2 separate regions of the Mus musculus genome follow, and region 1 is linked to region 2. Evidence: chromatin contacts called from public HiChIP or PLAC-seq data. All regions are on one chromosome and are shown on one strand. The core of a region is the stretch at or near the end of the contact, and the rest is flanking DNA. Distances in the headings are between cores, read along the strand shown.

Region 1 (5,040 bases), core at 956-3,455, 470 kb before region 2:
TACTTTAAATGGCTTCATTTTGAATGCTAATTAGCTTGTTTGTTGAGCTGGCTTGCTCCCAGAGTGGCTTTGAGAACTGCTGCCTGGCCCTTCAGCAACTGCAAGGCCAGAGCTAGGACAAGATCTGCTATACAAACTCCACTTCCTCAGCCTCTGATTAGGGTGGACTCAGGTGGAGGAGCAGAGAGGAAAGGTGTAGTGGGACCCTGAGAGCATCCCTGGTGGCCTGAGGCAGCAGTCCCCTGCCCTGTGCATAGGCTTCTGGGGGAAAAACTATCAAAATAAACCAGGGGTTGTCTGGAGCTACTCGCTGTTTTGTCTGAAGGAAACCCCAGTTCCCCAAACTCCAAAAGGTACTCCAAATATCCAGAAATGAACTCACCCTGGACTCAACCTGGATTTCTGGCAGTTCAATAAAAGCCAGAGTTCCTGCAGAACTTGTGAAAACTGGTTCTCATTTTCCAAAAGAAGTTATTTCCCTTACTTCTGACAGAAAGGACCTATGGCTACCTGAAGTGCCTATCAGCATATCAAAGCAGAGGTTGGCCTCCAGGCTCCCAGAGTATCACAAGAACTTTTATACATTTCAAAGCCCACTTGGATCCCATTCCTTCTCACCTCTCTCCTATCTGAACTCCCTCTTGCTCACCGGATTCTCTAGTTCATCTATTCATTCACCTTATAAGCCTACTATGCCTACTACCATTGGGCCCCCCCTTGCAGGTCCCCTTCCCTTCCCCCAATAAGCTTACTTTAACCTAGGCCTGTCCTTAAGGGGACATCTTAGCACTGAAGAGGTCAGCTCAGGACCTTTGAAAAATTCCACCCCTCCCCTCCTGGAAGAGACAGGTCAGAGAGCATGTAGGCCGGAAGGGAAAGGCTGATTACCTCATTTACTAAAGACCAATCAGTTTAAAGGGTGCTCTGTTCTGCCAGTCATATTGTGCCTAGTTGCTGATGTTCTCTGCCGCCCCTGGAAACTGTATAAAAACCCTCTCCAAATGGGCCACCCAGGGTGGTCGCCTCTTTCAGGTACAGGGCAACCCCAGTGCACTGGAACAATAAATTCCTTTTGCCTTTGCATTGATCCCTGGCTCTCTGTTGTTCACTTGGGGGGGGGGGGGGGTCCCTGCTAGTTAAGGCTCATCAGAGTCTTACATTAGTTTTGTATAAAATCGTATGTTTCATGTAAGTCTATTTGCATCCTAAATTAATTTGGGGGGAAGTGTTAAGGATTGAACCTATGGCCTTGAATATGCCAAGCAAATATTCTGCCAATGAGTTAAGCCCCAGATCCCTTTGACAATATTTTTTTTTGTAGTTTTAGATACTGCCACAAATAATGTATCATGGGGGGGAATTAAAGAAATTATGAGTTTTTCTGTTTACTAGGAGTCAGCCTCTTGTGCTGGTTTGAATGAGAATATCTGGCTAACTCATTTTTTGAACTCTTAGTCCTGTATAAAAGTGGGGGTTTCAGAACTAAAGTATCAAGTGAGGACATGACCACTCTGAGGTATGGTTGACAAAGTTTTTATTGTAGATACTGGGGAGGGTACAATCCAGAGCAGGGAGAGAAAGTAGTAGACTAAACATGGCCAGTCTATTACCGTGGGAGCACAGCAGCATCCAGGCAGGCATGGTCCAGGAGGAGCAGAGAGCTCTACATCTTCATTTGAGGGTCTCAAAGCCTATGCCCACAGTGACACACTTCCTCCAACAAGGTTACACCTACTCCAACAAGGCCACGCCTCCTAACAGACTCACTCCCTGGGCCAAGCATATACAAACCACCACAGACTAGAGCCACTCCCCGGGCCAAGCATATACAAACCACCACAGACTAGAGCCACTCCCCGGGCCAAGCATATACAAACCACCACAGACTAGAGCCACTCCCTGGGCCAAGCATGTACAAACCACCACAAACTAGAGCCACTCCCTGGGCCAAGCATATACAAACCACCACAAACTAGAGCCACTCCCTGAGCCAAGCATGTACAAACCACCACAAACTAGAGCCACTCCCTGGGCCAAGCATATACAAACCACCACAGACTAGAGCCACTCCCTGGGCCAAGCATGTACAAACCACCACAGACTATTTCTAGTTTGTGCTCTGCTTTGTACTTGTAGGTCAAGAGGTAATTCCTCAACTGCCGATCCCTTGTCTGGGAGACCTTCCTGGTAGTCAATGTTCCTGACAGATACTTCATAGAGTTGCCTCTCTTTGTCTTCTGAATCATTCACTCATGAATTAACAGCTGAATTCCTGTGGTAGTCCAGGAGCTGATTCATTGCCAGGTCTGGGTGGGGAGTGTCTTTAAAAATGAATGTAAAATAAATGTCTCTGAACTCAGAGGACCTGACTTAAAGTTTGCAGTGGTTTGACCCTGGTCTTTGTTCCTGGCGTTGGAGTTTTTATTCCCTTATCAAATGAAGAGCTCGTCTCCAACTTGCTTTTCTTTGGGCTTGACTGATGCCTTAGGCTGGAAGGTCCTCAAGCAGGAATAACTTGCTTCTGCTTTGTCTTCTTGACTTTGGCTGGTGTTTCTTCACTATCTCATTATGGCTTTGATGCTTTTAAGAAAACTAAACAAATATTTCATCCAGCTTGGCAGGCTGTCTTTGATCTTAATCACTCATCTTGTTGTTGCCAAATTAGACCTACAATGTAACTTAGGTTCAAATCCCAGCTCTTATTTTCAACTGGCCTGGGTTGGCCAAATTGTCTTCCTCTTGATTTGTCACACACATTAAACCCTACCAACTGATCTTTGTGGTTGTGTAATTTGAAAGTTAAAGCCTTTGTTTTTTTGTTCTGGTAAAGTGGTACAGTAACAGATGTGTTCATTGACTGTGTCCCAAGCTAGAAGGTAAGTTTAGGATTATGGAAAATTTGTGTGTGTGTCCCTCCCCCAATTTTCTCTTTCCCAGGAAATGCCTGATAAGGAGAATCTGCACAGTATGCTTGAGCTGAGGGAAATGGTTACTTTGTAAAGATAACCAAGGACTCAATCAAAATACATATTGCTTATAAACAAAAACATACTGCAAAAAAATGGGCAGAGGGTCCTATTCACTTGCATTATTTTGTAAAGTTGATCAGTGTTAAACTGGTTCTGGCTTTAGTTTTTCATTTAATGTGGCCTTGTAATAGAGTCCTTACACTAAATATTTCTTCTAATCTGAAGTAGTTTAGCAAAAGTTCTGTCATTAACATAAGCATAAGTGGTGTGTGTATATGTGTGTATGTGTGTGTGTGTGTATGCATGTCTGTTTTAAACCAGGGGTTGATTTAGTAAACTTGGGTTACCCACAGTCACCAAAGCTGGGGTGCCAGCTTCCGGTGTGTGTCTCTGCAGCGTTTTAGAGGAGTTGTAATCAGAACATTTAAAGAAGCCAAGCATGCTTTTTTATAGTGTCGCGATGCCCCCAAAGACTCAGTGTTTCAGACGAGAAAGCCATGGAATTATGATAGGCGGCAGATTGGCTTCTCCATGTCAGATGCTTGGCAGTTGATCCTTGCCTGATGGCCTTAAAACACCCCATCTGCGGAGAGAACGCTAACACGTTCATTTTCTGGATAAGGACATCAGCTTGGAGGGAATTCTTTGACTTGTCCAAGGCCACAGAGCCTTGGGGAAGAGGCTCCCCATTCCCTACCTTCCTCTCTGGAGACCTTCTGCTGTTCTATTACTCGCAACAGAACAAACGGCACCTGTGTGCTCTGAGGGTCAATTAAACTCATGGAGTGTTTGCTTGAAATTTTACAATGTTTGCCATCAAGACTCTGGTAATGTGTCTTTAAAAGGTGACAAGGGAGGCTGGAGGGGGTGTGTGGCTCAGTGGATAAAGCACCTGCCGCAGAAGCTGGAGGGCCTGAGTTTGGCTCTTCAGAAGCCATGGAAAAGGTGTGGCATAGTAACACCTGTAGCCCTTGAGTTAGGAAACAGAGCGAGGCAGGGCCCTGGGGCTTCCTGACCAGCCTTCTGGCAGAATTGGAAAGCTTCAGGTTCAGAGTGAGATCTTGTCTCAAAAGAAAAGATGGAGAAGACCGAGAAAGCACCTGGCACTCACCCTTGGCCTCTGTGTGCACTTGCCTGCACACACACTCCGTTGGGTAAGCACATGCAAGCACGCACAAAGGGATGAGGGCCGTACTTGGCCTCTGTGTGCACTCCTGCACACACACTCCATTGGGTAAGCACATGCAAGCACGCACAAAGGAACGAGGGCCGTATCATGATAGCACCTTTGGGACTGAATGGAGAAGTTGGACATCTAGGCACACAGAAATAACTCGCATCAGGAATGGAGTGGTCTGTCCATTACCAACAATGGACACGCAGGTGAGCTTATTGGGTGGAATTGGTAGGCTGAGCCACCCACCCATCTCTCATGAGATCAAGATACTAAAATTTCAGAAGGGTAGAAGGGGAAGTGTGACCAGAATACATGTATAAAGTTGTCCAATAATAAAATCTAAAAACACTAGATTTTTTTTTTGTTGTTTGTTTGTTTATTTTGAGACAGGGTCTTTATGTAGTGCTGACTGCCCTGAAACTCACTATGTAGATCAGACTGGCTTTGAACTCATAGAGATCTGTCTCCTGCCTCTGCCCCCCTCTGCCTCTCTGCCCCTCTGCCTCTGCCTCTCTGCCTCTCTGCCTGCCTCTGCCCACCTCTGCCCATCTCTGCCCACCTCTGCCCCTCTCTGCCCCTCTCTGCCTCCCTCTGCCCCCCTCTGCCTCTCTGCCCCTCTGCCTCCTCTGCCTCTGATGAGCTGAGAATAAAGGTGTGTGGCACCACAGTCAGGCTAAAAAGTAGGTTTTTAAAAGCTTAATTTTATAGACAAAACCTGAAATAAAGCCTCCCCTGTACATGAAAAATATCTATTTCAATTAGCAACCAACACCAAATTCCATGCAAATCGTTTTCCCTGAGTGAACAAAAATAGGGTGAAGCTAGGAGTTGAAGTTGGAAAATAAAAGATGTGAAGCTGTCTTGGCTGGCATCCGTCTGCCCCCTTCTCCCACT
Region 2 (5,575 bases), core at 2,447-4,946:
ATAAAATCATGAAGGTATTTTAGAAAAAAGAGTCTTAAAAACCTTAAAAACAGATGTCTGTTCCTTGTTTTGAGCAGCAATTAAATTGGTTATTGCAGAATATTAATATTTGGCCTATTGCATAGCAAACTTTTTACATAAAATTGATAATCATTATCCAAAAGATAAGTTGTTAAAAATTGCTTCTGTGCATGCTTTTGTATTTTCTGTAAATTTATGCATGCATGAATCCCATAAAGAATACATCTACTGTATTTATAAACATCCCTTCTAAGGGAGAGAAGTATATGTGATTGGATCACATGTTTATTCTTTTGAGTTTCTTCATGCTTCAGCACAGATAATTAAATTGTATGCCATAGCCAGTGTTTTGAAATGTTGAAAAATCAAGGTTTAATTTGTATACTAATAGACTATGTATACACACACACACACACACACACACACACATATAGGCTTACAATTGCTTGAAATTGTTCCTTTTTTAGATTCTAATTCTCAAAATTGCAATTGTTTGTGCGTATACAACTCAAGTTAAGAAAAAATACTGTTCCTTTAAAGGACTGCTTTGGATATTTAAGAACTCATTCTATATTGCCTGGACAAGACCTCTTAAGGCAATGCCACCCTAGATTTATATCCCATGCAGATTATAGGTCATACACAAGGATAATTGGCCATATAATCTCATTCTTTACATCATCAAAATAGTAATGGCTTGAGATAATAATTTAATATTTTTAGAGAATGTGCATGTCAGATTGTAAAGAGTTGTTCTCAGTGTCCTCACTTTCTACCTGTTCCACATAATGGTGTTAATTCTCCAGGACTTATACTTAATCAATTATTGCAAATGGATACTCTTTTCTGATTTTAGAAAAATAAAATATGCACATGTGACTATTGATACCTTTTCAGGCTTTCTAGTTGCAACTGCTCTAACAAGAGAAGCAACTAAAACTGTAATTAGTCATTGCCTATGTTAATTTTTTTTATGCTTGGTGTTCCAAATCAGATTAAAACAGATAATGGAACTGGCTATTACAGTCAAGCATTTGAGATGTTTTGTCAACAATTTAATGTTACCCATGCTACTGGGATTTTTTTTATAATTCTCAAGGACAAGGTATTGTGGAACTTTAAAAACAATATCTTCTTAAAAAACAACAACAAAAAAAGGAGAATTATATTCCCATACACATTATTTATATGACACTTTCTATTTTAAAATTTTTTAAATTTGGATGCCAAAGAACTCCTTGCTGAGTGCCTTATAGTATCCTATAACTAGGCATACTCATGCCTAGGTAAGATGAAAGGATCCACTTATTGGCATATGGCATGATCCTGACCAGATATTTAATATGGGGAAGAGGGCACGTTTGTGTTTTGTCCACAGAATACTGCAGGAACTTGCTAGCTGCCAGAATGATTCGTGTGACATGCTGACCTGTGATCTTGCTGAGTTCCCTGACAATGGGATAGAAAAGCTGTGTTGGGTATATGTTCTTGACCCACCTTTGCTTGCCTATGTCCCAGATTAGACAAGTTAAGCTGCCTCGCTTCAAGCTTTTTAACCTTGTGGGACAGAGAACATATTGACTGTGGAAACTGATTAGAAAAATTAATCAAAAGGAGGAGTTATAATGACTCTTGTATTTCCTTTAGTGTGACCAGTTATGCTGACTCAATTATGGACTGTCTAGAAATAAATCCAATATTGGAGATTCTTATTATGAAGATAGCTAAAAATCTTTATTAGCCAGCAGAGTTAACTTGGAGCATAGCCTCCACAATTTACATGAGAAGTAACAGTTTTTCTGTTTATTCTTAAAGCCACCTCCCCCACTCCCGGAGGCCAGACTTGAGCCTGATCATTGCTAATTTGCAATTAGCTTTAATTTGAATTGAGTGCCTGGGACACAAAAAACCTTAATACTGTAGCTTTCAACTTTGAGTTTGTGTGTTCAAGTAGATGGTTACCTTCATACAGGCTTGCCCTCAGCAAAGTGCAGATGGCAGTAATTCATTGCTATGAAGAAATACATTGAGTGCATATTGTGGCTTTGGTCTGAATGGGAAAGGTGTACAATGAGGACCGGCAGCCAAAGACATGCCACTGGTCTATGGCTTTTATTTCAACCTAAGACAGAGGCATGTGCCAAAGGCTGTGTTTTTTCTTAATAAACACTAAAATGCCATGTTTGTGCAAATAAACACAACAAGCTGCATGTGTTCTCCAAGACAGGTCAAAAAAAGTCCAATTAGATTCAGTCCTAAGACAGGTGCAGTTACCAGCCACCATAATTCCCAGGCAGGACCATGGAGCATAGGTAAATTGTATGCCCCAGTCCAGCTATTTTTAATAAATAAAAAGGGAGGAACTGTGCCCTTCCCCTAGCCTTGAGCAGGCTGGCTCAGACCTGGCTTGCTACAGTTGCTAGCCCACCTAGGGTGGAGTCTTCTGACCTAGCTAAAGTCTTTTGTCTGCCACATCTGTGGTTTCTTCTAAGACACCACTACCCGCTGAGAGACTGAACCTATTCTCCTGACACTATCCTGTCAAAGCAAAGAGATCCTGGCATGGTGGGGAATGGGTCGTCCCCCCCCCCCCCCTTATAAGCTTAGACTCATAAGTAAACATTGGCCTTGATCAGAACTTTGTCTTGGCTCATTATTTCTCTCACAGCCTTCCCCATCCAAAACCCCATCTTTCCTTTCAGGAATCTAGTAACCCATGGTCGCTGGTGGCTACATATTCTAACACCAAAGACCCAGGGTGGCATGTATGCGTCTTCCACAGGAACAAGAGTGTTCATCAGCCCATGGCCATTTGCTGCCAGAACCATCAGGTGTAGAATAAAGGCAGGTGGCAGTGAGCTACGAAAAACACAGGAACCATGTGTTGTAGTCAATTATCTGGAGCTGAGCTATTGAACCAATAACACTTCAAAGTTCGTTCCAGCCAAATAAGAGCATTTATCAATTCTTTCTTCCATGGAAGGGAGTTAGAGAATCAGGGATCATGGGCACCACAGTGCCCCCTGCAGGGAGGAGGAAACTCTAGAAATGACCAGGCTCTCTACTGAAAGACCACCTGCCAATCTGACTCAAGAGATGGTTACATGCAGGTGTTGTGGGGTGAAGCATGTTCACTTCTGTGAGCTGTTGGTACACACCATACTAGCGTAGTGAAGGGAAATTTTTTTCTGTGATCTGTTCTTTTGCAGATCAAGAGTACTGGGAAGGATTTGTTCCAACTTCATCCTGCACAGACAAGGTTAAGATCCAAGAGCCACAGGGAACAGCCAGTGCTTTCTCTTTGGTCGACTAGGGCTCCTTCCACTCAATTTGACTGAGGGAGTCATCCTTCTGTGATTTGATGTCGATCTTTGGCCCCCCCACCACAAATGTGAAGAAGCTGAAAGAAATTTACACATTCTGATGTTTCAAACGTGTGGGGGAGGGGGGAGATCAGCCTGCTCTCTACAGGGGTCTCTCTTTACAGAAATCCCCTGCATCAGTGGTTCTTAACGGTCCTAATTCTGTGATCCTTTAATACCGGTCCACATGTTATGGTGACCTCCAACCATAAAATTATTTTATTACTACTTCCTAACTAAGTTTGCTACTGTTGTAAATCATAATGTAAACATTTGGAGATGGAGGTTTGCCAAATAGTTGTAACCCACAGGCTGGGAACCACTGCCCTACATAGTAGCAGAAAAAGCTCTGGGTCAGAGAAGCTGCAGAAGTCTGGTTAAAGCTGTGGGGGTTGCCCCAACACTTGCTTATAAATATGTACAGCCCTTTTTATTCCCAAGGGGGATGAAATGCTTTTGAAACTGTTTCTAAGGTAGCTGTAAATTCATGCCTGGTATCCTTAAGAACATCTTCCCAAGGACCCCACTGGCACTGACTTGCTTGGAATTGCTTTAGGAAGTGACTAGGGAAATGTCTCCATTTAGTATAAGCAACAACTTCCCCTTGCTTCCTCTTAACCAAGATCCTTGGTTATCTTAGCCTGACCTGCAGGGAGTAGCTAGAAAGGACATGGAAGCTAAGACTTCTTGGCTCCCAGCATTGCATCCTTGTGTCAGTATTGTGTTTTATAAAAAAGAATCAGGATATGTTTGGTAGAGGCATGGTATGGTGAGGTGGAAGGGGTGCCTTTGTAGGACCATGCTGAGACATCCCCCCCCCCCAGGTACCAGCAATATAGTATATATGGTATAGAATAGAGTTTATTTAGGGCATAGAAGGAGAGTTGAAGAGGGAGTCAAGATAGAGTTAAAGAGAGAGAGGAGCCGGGTGTGGTGGCTCACGCCTTTAATCCCAGCACTCGGGAGGCAGAGGCAGGTGGATTTCTGAGTTTGAGACCAGCCTGGTCTACAAAGTGAGTTCCAGGACAGCCAGAGCTACACAGAGAAACCCTGTCTCGAAAAACCAAAAAAAAAAAAAAAAAAAAAAAAAAACAAGAGAGAGAGAGAGAGAGAGAGAGAGAGGGGAGAGGCCAGTCAAGAACATTTGGAAGGGAGGGGAATAGGGAAGAGAAGGGACAGAGAATAAGAGAGTAAGAGGGTAAGAGTAAGAGAGTGAGGAGGGGGCAAACAGCCCCTTTTATAGTGACTCAGGCATACCTGACTGTTGCCAGGTAACTGTGGGGCAAAGCCTACAAGGAATGCTGACAGTCTGGACCAAGTCAACTCTTTTGGAAGTGCTGCAGACCCTCTGGGTCCCTTTGTCTGCATGGAACGGGTCTCTGGGTGCAGATGGGCAAGGAGTCGGCGAATGACAGGCAGACCAACACGCGAGATTGTGTAGAATCTGAATGTAATTTGTCAAATTGAGCATCAGACTTTTTATACAGAAGAAAATAGGGAAGTTAGGTGACACATTGGCAAGGTACAAATGAGGTTACCGGATGCTTAATGACTCTTACACAAAACAGAGGAATGTAAACACAAAGACTGGCAGGAACTGGGCAATAAAACAACTGAGACAAAGTCAGCTCTATCTAAGGTCAGCTATAGTCTTAGAAGCCAGGTGTGATATCTTTACACTCCTAGGGCAAGGGCTTTCACACCAAAGTCGTGGCTCTAATTAGGGAGTTCTGCTCTAGCTAACCACCTTATGAATAATGCAATATTCCAAAACCACAGCTCCATCTCCTTCCTAAACCATTGTAAATTCCTGTATATGGGAGCAACTTGACTTTTATTCTAAGTGATACTGAATGTCACTGAACAGGCAACATTCTTACTGAATTCCAAGCCCATGGTCAGCTCAGGGACTTTCTAGGACTTTGGAACACTGATGAAGGCTTAGCTATGTCAGAATTCAATCTTTTTTTTTTCCACTGTAGATGTACATATGGTTGTGAGCCATCATGTGGTTGCTGGGAATTGGGTCTCTGGTCCCCCATCAGATCTCTTTATAGATGGGTGTGAGCCACCATGTGGTTGCTGGGATTTGAACTCAGGACCTTCAGAACAGCAGTCAGTGCTCTTAACCGCTGAGCCATCTCTCCAGGCCCCCAGAATTCAATCTTAAAAGGCACTTATAATAAGATAAT

Evidence for each region. HiChIP or PLAC-seq counts read pairs in DNA pulled down with a chosen protein or histone mark.
Region 1: a contact with region 2 is called in a FOXA1 HiChIP or PLAC-seq map of pancreatic cancer cells. The contact joins two enhancer-like sites. A contact is called at or near these places in 1 of 39 promoter capture datasets (cranial neural crest) and 1 of 115 datasets of contacts at active chromatin or transcription factors (pancreatic cancer cells).

What each region holds. Positions count from the first base shown.
Region 1 is chr2:5,731,081-5,736,120 of GRCm38.p6, reverse strand. All of the region lies in intron 1 of Gm29857 (a long non-coding RNA gene), which reads right to left. Among named protein-coding and RNA genes, the nearest start is that of Gm29857, 5.6 kb to the right of the region's middle. Within about 2 kb of position 2,205, at least 23 of the 459 cell types and tissues checked have an H3K27ac peak or open chromatin away from gene starts, as enhancers often do. A contact at or near this core is called in pancreatic cancer cells, where this site is marked.
Region 2 is chr2:5,266,287-5,271,861 of GRCm38.p6, reverse strand. No RefSeq gene overlaps it. Among named protein-coding and RNA genes, the nearest start is that of Gm23118, 9.0 kb to the right of the region's middle. Within about 2 kb of position 3,696, at least 7 of the 459 cell types and tissues checked have an H3K27ac peak or open chromatin away from gene starts, as enhancers often do. A contact at or near this core is called in pancreatic cancer cells, where this site is marked.